Regions from separate parts of the Zea mays genome. Here region 1 is linked to region 2. The links are chromatin contacts, called in public Hi-C maps. All regions are on one chromosome and are shown on one strand. The core of a region is the stretch at or near the end of the contact, and the rest is flanking DNA. Distances in the headings are between cores, read along the strand shown. Region 1 holds the start of LOC100272681 (NADH dehydrogenase [ubiquinone] flavoprotein 2 mitochondrial). Region 2 holds the start of LOC100282857.

Region 1 (6,005 bases), core at 3,051-5,550, 300 kb after region 2:
AATATAGGTCACTAGCTAACTAGTCAAAATGCATAATGTTACAACATTCAAATTGTATGGCTTAGACTTTCAAAGAAACCCCAAGCTTGTGTGCGCATTGCAGCCATACTGGAAATCAGAAACAAGTAACACTAGTCCAAAACACGACTAGTTTCCGCATTAACATGCACCATGATCTCGCACCTTTACATATTGCAGATGTTTACGGCCTTTAAAATTAGACTTCAATGACGACCCGCCATCACGATGCAGGTGCACCAGTCATCCTTGGACGCAGCCTCGTCGCTCCTCGTCACTGCACTCAACGAAGGCCGGGACGTGATCATGGATGGCACTCTGTCCTGGGAGCCGTTCGTGCAGCAGACGATAGCCATGGCCAGGGCCGTGCACCGGCAGCGGTACCGCATGGGATGCGGCTACAAGCTCACAGACGATGGGACAATAACCGAGGAGTACTGGGAGCCGGTTGAGGACTCTAACACTGACGAGGAAAACGAAGTACCGGCAAGGAAGCCCTACCGGATCGAGCTCGTTGGTGTGGTCTGTGACGCATATCTAGCGGTTGTCAGGGGAATCAGGTGCGGATCGTAGCTTAATCCATACCAAAATCAGCCACTGCCACTAACATTCTACCCATCCAGACATTGCCATACATTGAGCTCTGGTTCTCACATTGGAACTGTCATATGTTGGGAAATGGTGCCTAATACATGCATTCGTGCACTACTGAAAGCTTTACAAATTTGCAGGAGAGCTGTAGTCACTGGGAGAGCAGTGAGGGTGAAGTCGCAGCTGCAGTCTCACAAGCGATTTGCTACGGCTTTCAACAGCTACTGCAGCCTCGTCGACAACGCCAGGCTCTACAGCACCAACACCTTGGGTGTTCCTAAGGTGAGCCAGCTTAACCTGGTGAACTAAGCATGACAAAACGGAACCATTTCAGGACGCATGAATTTCAGAACGATCTCTACAGACATCTTGCACGGGGTAGTTAAATTCCTGCGGCATGTCGTTCTTGTCTTCCAACTTCCAAGCATGGCCGCCAACTTCCTTCCACTGCTATTATCATGTTTGGTGAGAGCCGATCGATCCCGTGTTGCAGCTGATAGGATGGAAGGATGGCGAGAGCAGCTTACTGGTGGATCCCGAAGAAATCGGCTGCTTGGACAGGCTACGAAGCTTGAACGAGGAGGCCGACTGCGTCCATGAGCTATACGCCGACGGCCAACCGACAGGAGGCTCGTCGTCAGCGTGGCAGGACCTGCTGGTCATGTCGCCGTCCAGGGTGTCGGCGCAGCGGGAGCTCAAGGCTGCCATCGAGAGGAACGAGGGGCGCTTCGTCAAACCGGCATAGCCGTGTAGCTGCTACGTTCGTTCGTTAGTTCGGTTCCAACTTCCAAAGGAATCGTTCCCTAGCCGGATTGTTGATCAGCTGGAACGATTTCTGAATAGATTCCTTCGTAACCGAACATGCCCTTATCAGGCGCATCATCCAAAAACGGGGAAAGATGAAGCTAATGTGATGCTTTGATTGTGGAGGTGGCCTATCTTCTTCTTTTGTTTCCAAACATACGAATTTCGCAATGCATTTTGTATGATGCGATCCAAAACGCTTTGCACCGCAAATTTATTGCTTGAGAAAACTAGTTTGTTAGCATGAAGTATCAGTGCAAGCATCGGATTGCGGCTTGTCGTAAAAGAACTAATTAATAAGGGTGGTGTTATATAGTATATCAGCCGATGCATATAAGATACGACCAAGTATCAGTCAGATGACCCGTTGCACGTTCTGGACTTTGGGATCTGCTACATGTCTAACAATTGTCAAGACGTACATTAGTCATGCCTTAGTTTTTTAGGCAGTCAGGACATATATATACAACTACGAAACACCAGTTCGGTTTTCTAAATATAAGTGACGACTAAAAGATTGTATGGTACAACCTAATACCTTAGATCATCAATGCAGATAAAAGACAAGGTATATGAAAACTCTTGTATTTTTTTTATTTAGTCTCTTAAAGACCACTCAAAAGACATCATATTAAATGAGTTATACATGTCCTTATGTAGTCCATTTATTCGTTGCCATTTCTATGATGTGCTCCACAGTTGGGACGAACAACGTGGTACTATACTTTTACAAGTTTTTTATACTATGGAAACACAATTGTTCCTAGAACGAGGAAGCTGACCACGTTCTATGTTCCTAGCTGTTAACAATGTGCCGTACTTTTTTTAGCATCGTATCTTAAATACAGTACAAAACTTGTGTTCTTGTCATATTTGTAGCTTTAGTTTCTTTTTCACCGTACCTTCTATGTCAGCTATAATTTATGTGAGATTTTGGTGGAACGAAGTTAGATATGACCGAAACAAGTTTTGTCTCAACATGTCCGTCATCCAGCCAGTAATTATGTTATAAGTGCATCAATCTTATTTATGGGTCGGGGCGAATGGATGACATGCATATAAAGAGCTTTTTGTAGGAGTTACATTTACATACAACAGTGAAAAGCGTAAATAAAATGTAAGACCCCTCAATTCTAACTTTGTGAAAGATACAACATTGCGATTCAATTTAAGAAGAGAGTTTAATTCTAATTTATATTTATTTAATCGTCTTCTCTTAAATGTTGGATACCGTGTTATCAAGATGGATTGAAAAAAATATTAATTGCAGGTGTCAACTATCGTAAAAAAATTACACATCAACTTCTAACGCTCTTAAAACTACTCCAAAAATCCCTTGAAATCCTCTATAAAGAGAGTTTGCTCGTTACTTTATTTATCTTTTTCCCTAATCTCTCGGAAGTTCTGAACATCACCTCAAATTTCTAGCCATGGATCCCTCGTTAGCTGAAGTATTTATTTCTATTTTCTTTCTTGCATTTCTATTTTTCTTTGTAATTTCAATTTACTCAACCACTTTGAGAAAAAAGCAAGCATAGATCCCTCTCACTCTTGCGTAGATTCCTATCTTGTGAGTGAGGTTGGAGTAAGCTCTCTGTTGGATGTTGACTTCGAAGAATAAGATTAACCTCTTGAGCATTTATGGCATTCACCAACGATTTGTTTTTCATTATATTACTCTTGGGTTCTTTGAACCCTAACTGACTAGGTGTTTCATGGTTACACCCTTGATTCATGCTTGTAAAGCTCTCTCTTTCACTCCTCACTCTTGCGTAGATCTCTATCTTGTGAGTGAGATTGGAGTACGCTCTTCGTTGGATGTTGACTTCAAAGAGTAAGATTCATATCTTGAGCATTTGTGGCATCCACGATGTTAATGTTTCCAGTAATGTTTACTCGAATAGAGCTTAATTTCGACCCCAACCTTTTCATTCGAGACTATGAGACACACCAAACAAGTGTGCACCTGAAACCCATGAGGCCATGACTGAACAGAGATGGATGAAGACTTTACTTTGTGGATTTGCGGGAAGACCGAATGTGCGAAGGTGAGAATAGGGTGTGGTAATGGATCATGATCCAAATGTTTCTTCACATTCTGTTTAAGCACTTATTATTAATTGATAAGACTGAATCGGATCCGATTATTAAATTTTATAATGTAAAATTTAGAGTCTATTACCACCCTTATGTGAGAGTGATGCAGCGTCTTTGGTGTAAGAAATGAATTAGTCTGTCATCTTCTCACTTCTCATCCTTACGTTTGATTTTGTAAAATAGAATGAGTTGATATATATTAGTACTGCTTTGAAAAATAAAGTCATTCTACCATTTTTTTTAAAAAAATCATGATATATTAACATATTTAGAATGGAGTAATTCCTCGGACCAAATATTATGGGCCTGTTTGGTTTGTGGCTAAATGTGCCACACATTGCCTAAGGTTAGTCGTTTGAATTGAATAACTAACCTTAGGCAGAAAAGTTAGGCAAATTGTGGCAACTGAGGTAGTGAACCAAACAGGCCCTATATTACCTGGTTTGGATGCATAGGGATTGGATCCCATCCAAACATGCCATAAGGATTCGCTAATCAAAAGATCGATAAAATGAAATATAGATATATTCATAGCTAAACTAGAATGGCTCTTGTTAGGTAGAACCACATGGTTCCACAAATTTTTGCAGTTCCGGCTCCTCAACTAAATGGGGCTCTATCACTTACCAGAAAATAATTCCTTCTTTAAAAAAGTGTTCACGACTCCTCTGGCTCTACGCAGAAGTTGCTGCTCATGCTCAAACAAGAGCCGTATCGGGCCCTAACAGTCTACAACGTCCAGAGACTTTAAGCCCAATTTCAAACTGGTGCCAGACAATCAGATCTGGCCCATTAGGCCTGTAGGCTCGTGTCTCAGCGATGCGGAGAAAGCGGAAGACAGGTCGCTTGTTCTACTTCTACCTGGCCTCGCAGGCTTCGCAAGGCGGCCACACGCCGATACCTCCTCCTTCACCCGCTCCGTCGTCCCCCACAGCCGGCCACGCCACCATGCTGCCACCGGCCGCGCGCCTTGCGGCCCGCCGCCTCCTCGGCCTCGCCTCCGCATCTGCGTCGGAAGCCGCCGGCCGCCGGGTAGCTTCCTCTCCGGTTAGTCCTAATCTTCTCTGCCCAATCCCTACTCCCACCATTTTCTCCAAACTAATCGTCTGATCTCCTCCGGGGAATATTTCCCTCCAGATCGCTTCCGCAGGCTACTCCGCCGCCGCGTCCAGGGGCTCCGTCTCCAGCACCAGGCCCTTCTCCACGGCTCTTAACTACGTAAGCACTCCTCGGATCCGTTCCCCTGCGTTTGCCTGATCTGGTTGGTGGTTGATAGTTTCAGATGAGTTGGCATTTTCTGTTGTTGTTGCAGCACCTTGATTCCCCGGAGAACAAGCCGGACATGAAATGGGAGTTCTCACAGGCGAATATGAAGAAGGTACCATGTTACTGACTACCCTTGCATTTGCTTGTGATTCGCCTATACCTCTACTCAATAGGCTAAGTTGGTTAGGTTTGCATTGGTTATGTCAGATGCTGTTCATTCCTGTGCTTGGATCCTCGTTGTCTCAGATATGGTAGTGAAGATATTGTTCCCAGTGGGACGGTGATGTTACTGGATTGTTTGAATCACTTGGATGATGTAGTTTTAAGTTTTAACTGATTATTGGTTTATGAATTATGAGAGGGAGATATCCTTGCAATGTACACCTACTATTCCAAATTATAAGACTTTTTGTTTTTTCCAGACATGTAGCTTTTGCTATGCACTTAGATACACACTATGTCTGAATACATAGTAAAATCAATGTATCTAGAAAAGCCAAAACACCTTATAATTTGAAACAGAGGGAACAACACTTCACCAGTGGGCATATGTAATATGTCAATGGGTTTAATGCTATACCTTATTGGCCTAATGATGGGCTTGGTGAATGCAACTAATATTTGCAGTATGGACCTTGTTAGCAGTGCACTTCAAATTATATGTTTCAATGTTGGTTCAGGTCAATGAGATTCTGTCTCACTATCCAAGCAACTACAAGCAATCTGGTATTATTCCGCTGCTTGATCTTGCACAGCAGCAGCATGGTGGATGGGTGCCAGTTGCAGCAATGGATGCTGTAAGTTCTACTATGTGAAAACTATACAATTATCTGCATCTAATATGTTTTGTTATGTTCTATTTGACAAAAAACATGGACCTGTAGCTATGCATTCATTCACTGTAGCACTTACAGAGTTACATTTCAGTTGTAATATATAGCAGAAACTCCTTGATTGGCCCTTGCTTCGTGTTGCAGCTTGTCGTTTATCCTTTCCAGGATAATCTTCGCTGTATCCAATTCTTCAGGATTTTTACATTTTTGCCTATTGAACTTTGTCTAGGTGCACAGGGAAATAACATGCACATACTAGGCGACAGGTTTATGCAATGTCTTGTGCAGTGTCAATTATCTTTAACTCTGACAAATATCTTACCAAGAGTTACCTTAGCTCTTGTATAACAACAATAACAACAAAGCCTTTTACTCCCAAGCAAGTTAGGGTATGCT
Region 2 (5,337 bases), core at 2,623-5,122:
TCGTGAGGGCAAAGCTTATCCATAACGAACCGACATCAGGACTAGCAAATATACTGTAGGATACAGCAACAACAGATAGCATATTCAAGGAATCAAGGCTAAACCTTTAGGCATTCTGGTTGTCGATCTCCATTAGAATGGCTAGCTTTAACGCTGGCTCACCAAGCCTACCACAATCCTCCTTTAACAGGGCTTGAGACCTCAGAAGACGTTTGATATTTGATAGGATAACACATTCTCAAAATTCCATGCTTATGTCATAACATGGATTGGTACACAATACTGATGTGAAAGTCGTACAGAGATCTTTAGCCTAACAAGATGGCACTAATCTGACAGCGAGCAACTTCTACTTGGATAACACAGCAGTTGGAAACAGATACAAGCCAGGGTTTCTTAACCTGACCTGTATCCAATACAAAGGTAAACTTCAGTGCTCTTTACTCAGGGTTGACCTTTTGCTTCTTTGAGTCCTGATTTTTCTTGGCTTCGCGGCGCTCCCTCTTTAGTCCCTTTACGTCGTTTGATAAGGTCAACTTTCCAACCTGAGCTCAATCAAAACCGTGAATCAGATTATCATGTCAAAGGCAATCCTGCTGAAAGCAAAACTCAGTAGTCAGTACGAACCTGCTGGTCTGGCATGTAGACCTTGCCCAGCTTGCCCTGCACTGGATCCTTGGTGACATTTTTCATCTGCAAGAAGGTTCACGATAGTTGTGAATATCAGCGACTCAGGAAGATTTCAGTGAGAACACAGAAAAAGGCTGATGTTAGTTCCATCAGGTTTACCTTCTTAGCATGTTCAGCGGTCTTCATAGCTTCTTTCTTCAAACTTTCAGCTGGAAGTCTGTGCCTCCTTACAACCAGATCCATTGAAGGTCCAACTTCGACCAGCTCCATCCTAGGAATAGATGTACCTGACCTTTTTAGACGGAGAGCACAGTGCATCATGTAGACAGTGGTGGGAGAGATTGCAGTGCACACATAGATCCGATCCACACCGGCAAGGTTCAGATTCTCTACGACCTGCATCCAACAGCAACAGTTTATTAGCTCAATAGATTATCCATACATGCTACCACCCTATAGTTTCAAAATGGCGCACCTCTCCTCTGAAAAGATCAAGCAGCACTTCTTTCAAATGTTTCAGCTCTTCAGAACTCTCAAAGTGTTCCCCTATGAAAGCAAAGAAAGGCTTCGATCCAAGTAATGGTGCTAGCTTCTTATCATAAACATAAGATTCCATTGACTTGTAGTTCTCAACTCCTACTTCAACAAGGTCATATATGTGGTGGTCATACGTTCTAGCCAAAATCAGATTGTTGGGCCTCTTCTTTGAATGAGAACCATACTGCATCATAAATTTAAAATACAGTTGAAAACAATGGAAGTAAGATAATCTCTTTAAACCAAGGGTACAACCCACCACGTTTAAGATACAATGACATAATAATAAAGCATTGAAACAGAAATAGAAAATATTATACTCATTTACAGATAGATTTAGCAGGCATGGTTGACAGAAATTCATTATGGAGCCACTAGATTGTTCTACTTCTATCCACATTATAAATTGTTGTAACATCAGGATCACAACATTTTTCCCAATGGGGTCTAGTACTAGTACTTCGAACATTCATCCAAATGGCAAACTATGAACAAGTCAAAATGATGTCACTCACCACTATAAGGCTACAGTCTGCCTTGAGGGAGAAAAATTCCAGAGAAGATTCTCCACCACTTTCAAAAGGCCTAATGTTGTCATTCTTCTTGGTATATTTCACAGCATTATCACGCTTTAGGTGGTAAATATCTGACAGCACAGAGTTCAACACAGCACTAGTCTTGGTACCATGGAGGATCAGTGTCTTCTTGCTGGTCTCAACCTGGAAAAATTATCAGAGCCGAAGGTAGATGTGAGATTGAAACACAAAGCATCAAACATGCTATTTCTATTTCCACTGCATACAAGGTTCAAATTATGCAGAACCTTCTTAAGCAAATAGCTAGGATAAAAAAACGCCACATGATTTTCAGCATAAAGCATAGTGCATTGCACATTATGCCAAAAGGTCATGTCTTTAGCCAGCTAGGTAACCCATTGTTTGATTTGATAAAAGATTATACAGATCATCATCATTAAAAAGGATATGAACATCACACAGGACTTGCTAAAGATTATCCCGAGATTGCTTCGGGAATACTGTTTGTTCTAAGATGGTTCATGCACACTGACCCTGCTGGGTGGCAGCACAGACAGGGTGTTCTACTTCTACGGTAGTGGCTGATCAGGACATTTTATGACGATGAGTTGCCCTACTAGTATCCAATAGCACAATATCCTTTTTTAGTAATCGCACATATATAAGCTATGCAAGCAAGCATGATACTTTGGTCTTATTTCCATGTGTTTGCCAAAAAAATGAAACACTAAAGTATGTGTTTGGGATACCAGCAACCCTACTTGTGAGGGCGCAGTGTGTATGAGGGATTGAGGGCGTCAATTGAAGTGGACAACTAGGGGAGAGATAGGCAAGAAGGGCGACGGATTCTGGTGGCAGCCCGCCACAGGCAGCATGGCCATACCCACACATTTTGAAGAGCATGTGCAATTGTGCGTTTATTACATCAGCAGGGATGTAGTGCCGTACCACGAAGATCAGGCGGGCTAGTTTGTACTTTGTAGGACAGATTCAGTGCTGGCAGATCCCACATGAGTGGGAGCTAGAGAAAGAATAACCCAGGCAAGCCTTACCTCTGTTTTTTTTTCAGAGAGGCTGTGTCAAACCTAGGACTTTTGACTCTTTGGCTCAGTGGTAAGGCTTCTCTCTCAGAGAAAATTGGATATCGGGGGGACTCCAAACAATGTGTTTCGCACTTTTGTCATTCGTAAACATGTCACACTTGGTTTCAATGCCATTTTGGACATTTTTGTCTTTCTGCGTCCTTATGTCTTTTGCATGTGTACGCACAGAAGGGTAAAAATCTCTAAAATGACATGAAACCAAGTATGACATGTTTTGAGACATTTTTACGAAGTCAATGTTACAAATGGCAAAAGAAGTGTGAAACACATAATTTGGAGTCCTAAAAATAAAAATTTCTCCTCTTGCCACTTCGCCATACATGCCCTGCCCTTATAGTTTGTACTTTGCAGATGAGTACAAAATCTGGATGATAATGAACTGACATAAGGATCCTCATCGATGGATATTCTGATATTATATACTAGGTTAGATGTACGACGAAGCAACTCGATTCACTCGAAAGACTTGCTAAGTTTACTCTATCTCTCTTCAATCTATATTCGTTGGAGTATGCGCAACTAATCTGCAGGTTCTTTTGGGATGGGAATCGTGGGGGCGGGGGCTCTAATTTGGTGGAGAACCCCCGCACGGTCGCTCATCTTGCAGTCGTAGATCCGCTTGTGGGCAGCCGCCAGGGGTCCACCTGAGGGGTGCCTCTCCACTCTTGCACGTCGCAGGATGGTTTTGTTAAGGGAATGAGGGTGAGAGGATGGGTAGAGAAGGAAGCTTACAAGCTTGGGCGCGTGCTTGAGAAGCTCCCTCCTGGCGCGTTGGGTCTTGGGCACCCTGATTGATGCCACCATCTTCTCCCTCCGCTCCGATCCAAGCCGCCGCCGCCGCCGCCGCGGAGAACAAGCTGAAGAGGGGGGGGGGGGGGGGGGGGGGGGAGGCGGCTACCTGACAAATGACAACACAACACCGGAGGGAGATGGGAGGGCAGCGCGACGGGCGCCGGGGCGGAGGGCAGCGCGGCTGCAGCGGCTGGGAGAGTGAGGGAGAAGCGTGGAGAGAGAGGGGTTTTGGGAGAGGGGACAGAGGGAGGAGCTGCGGCTGGGAGAGAAGCTGCTCCGCTGCTAGGGAGAGGTAGTAGGGAGAGAGGGATGCGGCTGGGAGTGGGATACTGGGATTGGAGGGAGTGAAAAGTAACCTAATTTTAATGGGCTAAGTGGACTAATTTGGGCCGACTAAACTACTCTTTTACTTTTATTTATCCCTTTACTCTTTTTATTAATATTTTTGTCTTTACATGTTTTCTTAAATATAATATTTTTCTATTTTTAACTATAATTAAGACGTTGTCTTATCTTACGTTTTATCGTTTAAAAGGTTTTATCGCTTAAAAGGTAAAAAAGTTACTCGCCTTATCTCGTCTTAGAGCTGATTTGGTGACTCGGGATCCCCGGAGGATTAGAGGGGATTGAGGGGGAAATTAGTTTATTTCCCCTTCAATCACCTCCAATCCTCCCGGGATCCCCTTGTCACCAAATCAACCCTTACTGTTTTTCTTAACTATGCACCGGACTTGACTTATAAACCCTAGAAAACCCCGCGCCACCTTCTTTTGTTCAGGGCTAGTTTGGTGGACAAGAAAATTGAGGGATTTCATGGGAGGGAGATCCCCTCCATGTCCATCAAACCAGCTTTTAGGCTTTGTTTGGATAAAGATAGATTGAAGTGGATTGAGGTGTATTTTAGAGATTGAAAGAGAAATTAGTTTATATTATACTCCAATACACCTTATTAGAGATGGCAACGGGTACAAACCCGCTGGGTTTTGCCATCTCAAACCCGTACCCATGAAAAATATCTATGCCCATTAAAAAATCGTACCCATGACGGGGTTGAGATTTTTCCCAAACCCGTACCCATCGGGTTAGCGGGTACCCATGGGTTACCTGCGGGTTTCATCTCCAATATACGTGTTCCTCTCATAATCAATAAGTATTGTAATGATTAATGAGATCATGATCCAAAATTTATGTAATGAACAACGAGTTCATGATTTGGTATAAAAATTATTAGTAGAGATAATGAAATACAAATAATAAGTTGTATAATTAAGTGTCCTTGCACTAAATTATCCATCCACCACATATATAACGCTAGTAAAAATTATAATAGCAAGCAAACAACACTCTCACCGACTACTGATACATTCAACAGTTGATAAAAATTAGGAAGTATATAAGGAATAACAAGTTTGTTGTTCGTTTATAAAATAAAATGATAATATGCACTAGGTTTCGTCGGGTTTAAAAAACCCACGGGTTCACGGGTTTGGGTACTATAGGAACAAACCCGTATCCATAAACCCGCCGGGTATAGATTTATGCCCATTAACAAACTCATGGGTATAAAAATTGATCTAAACTCGTACTTTAAAGAGGTAAAAACCCATCGGATTTTGGGTTTCGGGTACCCATTGTCATCTCTACATCTTATATCATCTCAATCCACTCCAATTCAAGATTACCCAAACAAGCCCTTAGGGCAGTGAGGGGAACCGCGCCAGGCAAGCGTCGTCAAACGT

The links. Hi-C and Micro-C count contacts between places; a contact is called where the count stands out from the background.
Region 1: a Hi-C map of leaf mesophyll shows a contact between it and region 2, with 2.4 times the contacts expected there. The contact joins the promoter of LOC100272681 here to the promoter of LOC100282857 in region 2. A contact is called at or near these places in 4 of 25 Hi-C or Micro-C datasets (endosperm, leaf, leaf mesophyll and 1 more).

What each region holds. Positions count from the first base shown.
Region 1 is chr6:169,253,731-169,259,735 of Zm-B73-REFERENCE-NAM-5.0, forward strand. It overlaps LOC100272681 (NADH dehydrogenase [ubiquinone] flavoprotein 2 mitochondrial), which reads left to right and starts at 4,301. Exons shown (of 10, transcript NM_001147137.1): 1 at 4,301-4,557; 2 at 4,648-4,728; 3 at 4,823-4,888; 4 at 5,457-5,573. The coding sequence starts at 4,330. It overlaps LOC100304390, which reads left to right. Exons shown (of 7, transcript NM_001165826.1): 5 at 253-578; 6 at 750-891; 7 at 1,103-1,535. The coding sequence ends at 1,354.
Region 2 is chr6:168,956,185-168,961,521 of Zm-B73-REFERENCE-NAM-5.0, forward strand. LOC100282857 reads right to left here and starts at 3,873. Exons shown (of 6, transcript NM_001155763.2): 1 at 3,539-3,873; 2 at 1,683-1,886; 3 at 1,106-1,351; 4 at 790-1,026; 5 at 628-693; 6 at 219-545. The coding sequence starts at 3,610. The coding sequence ends at 441.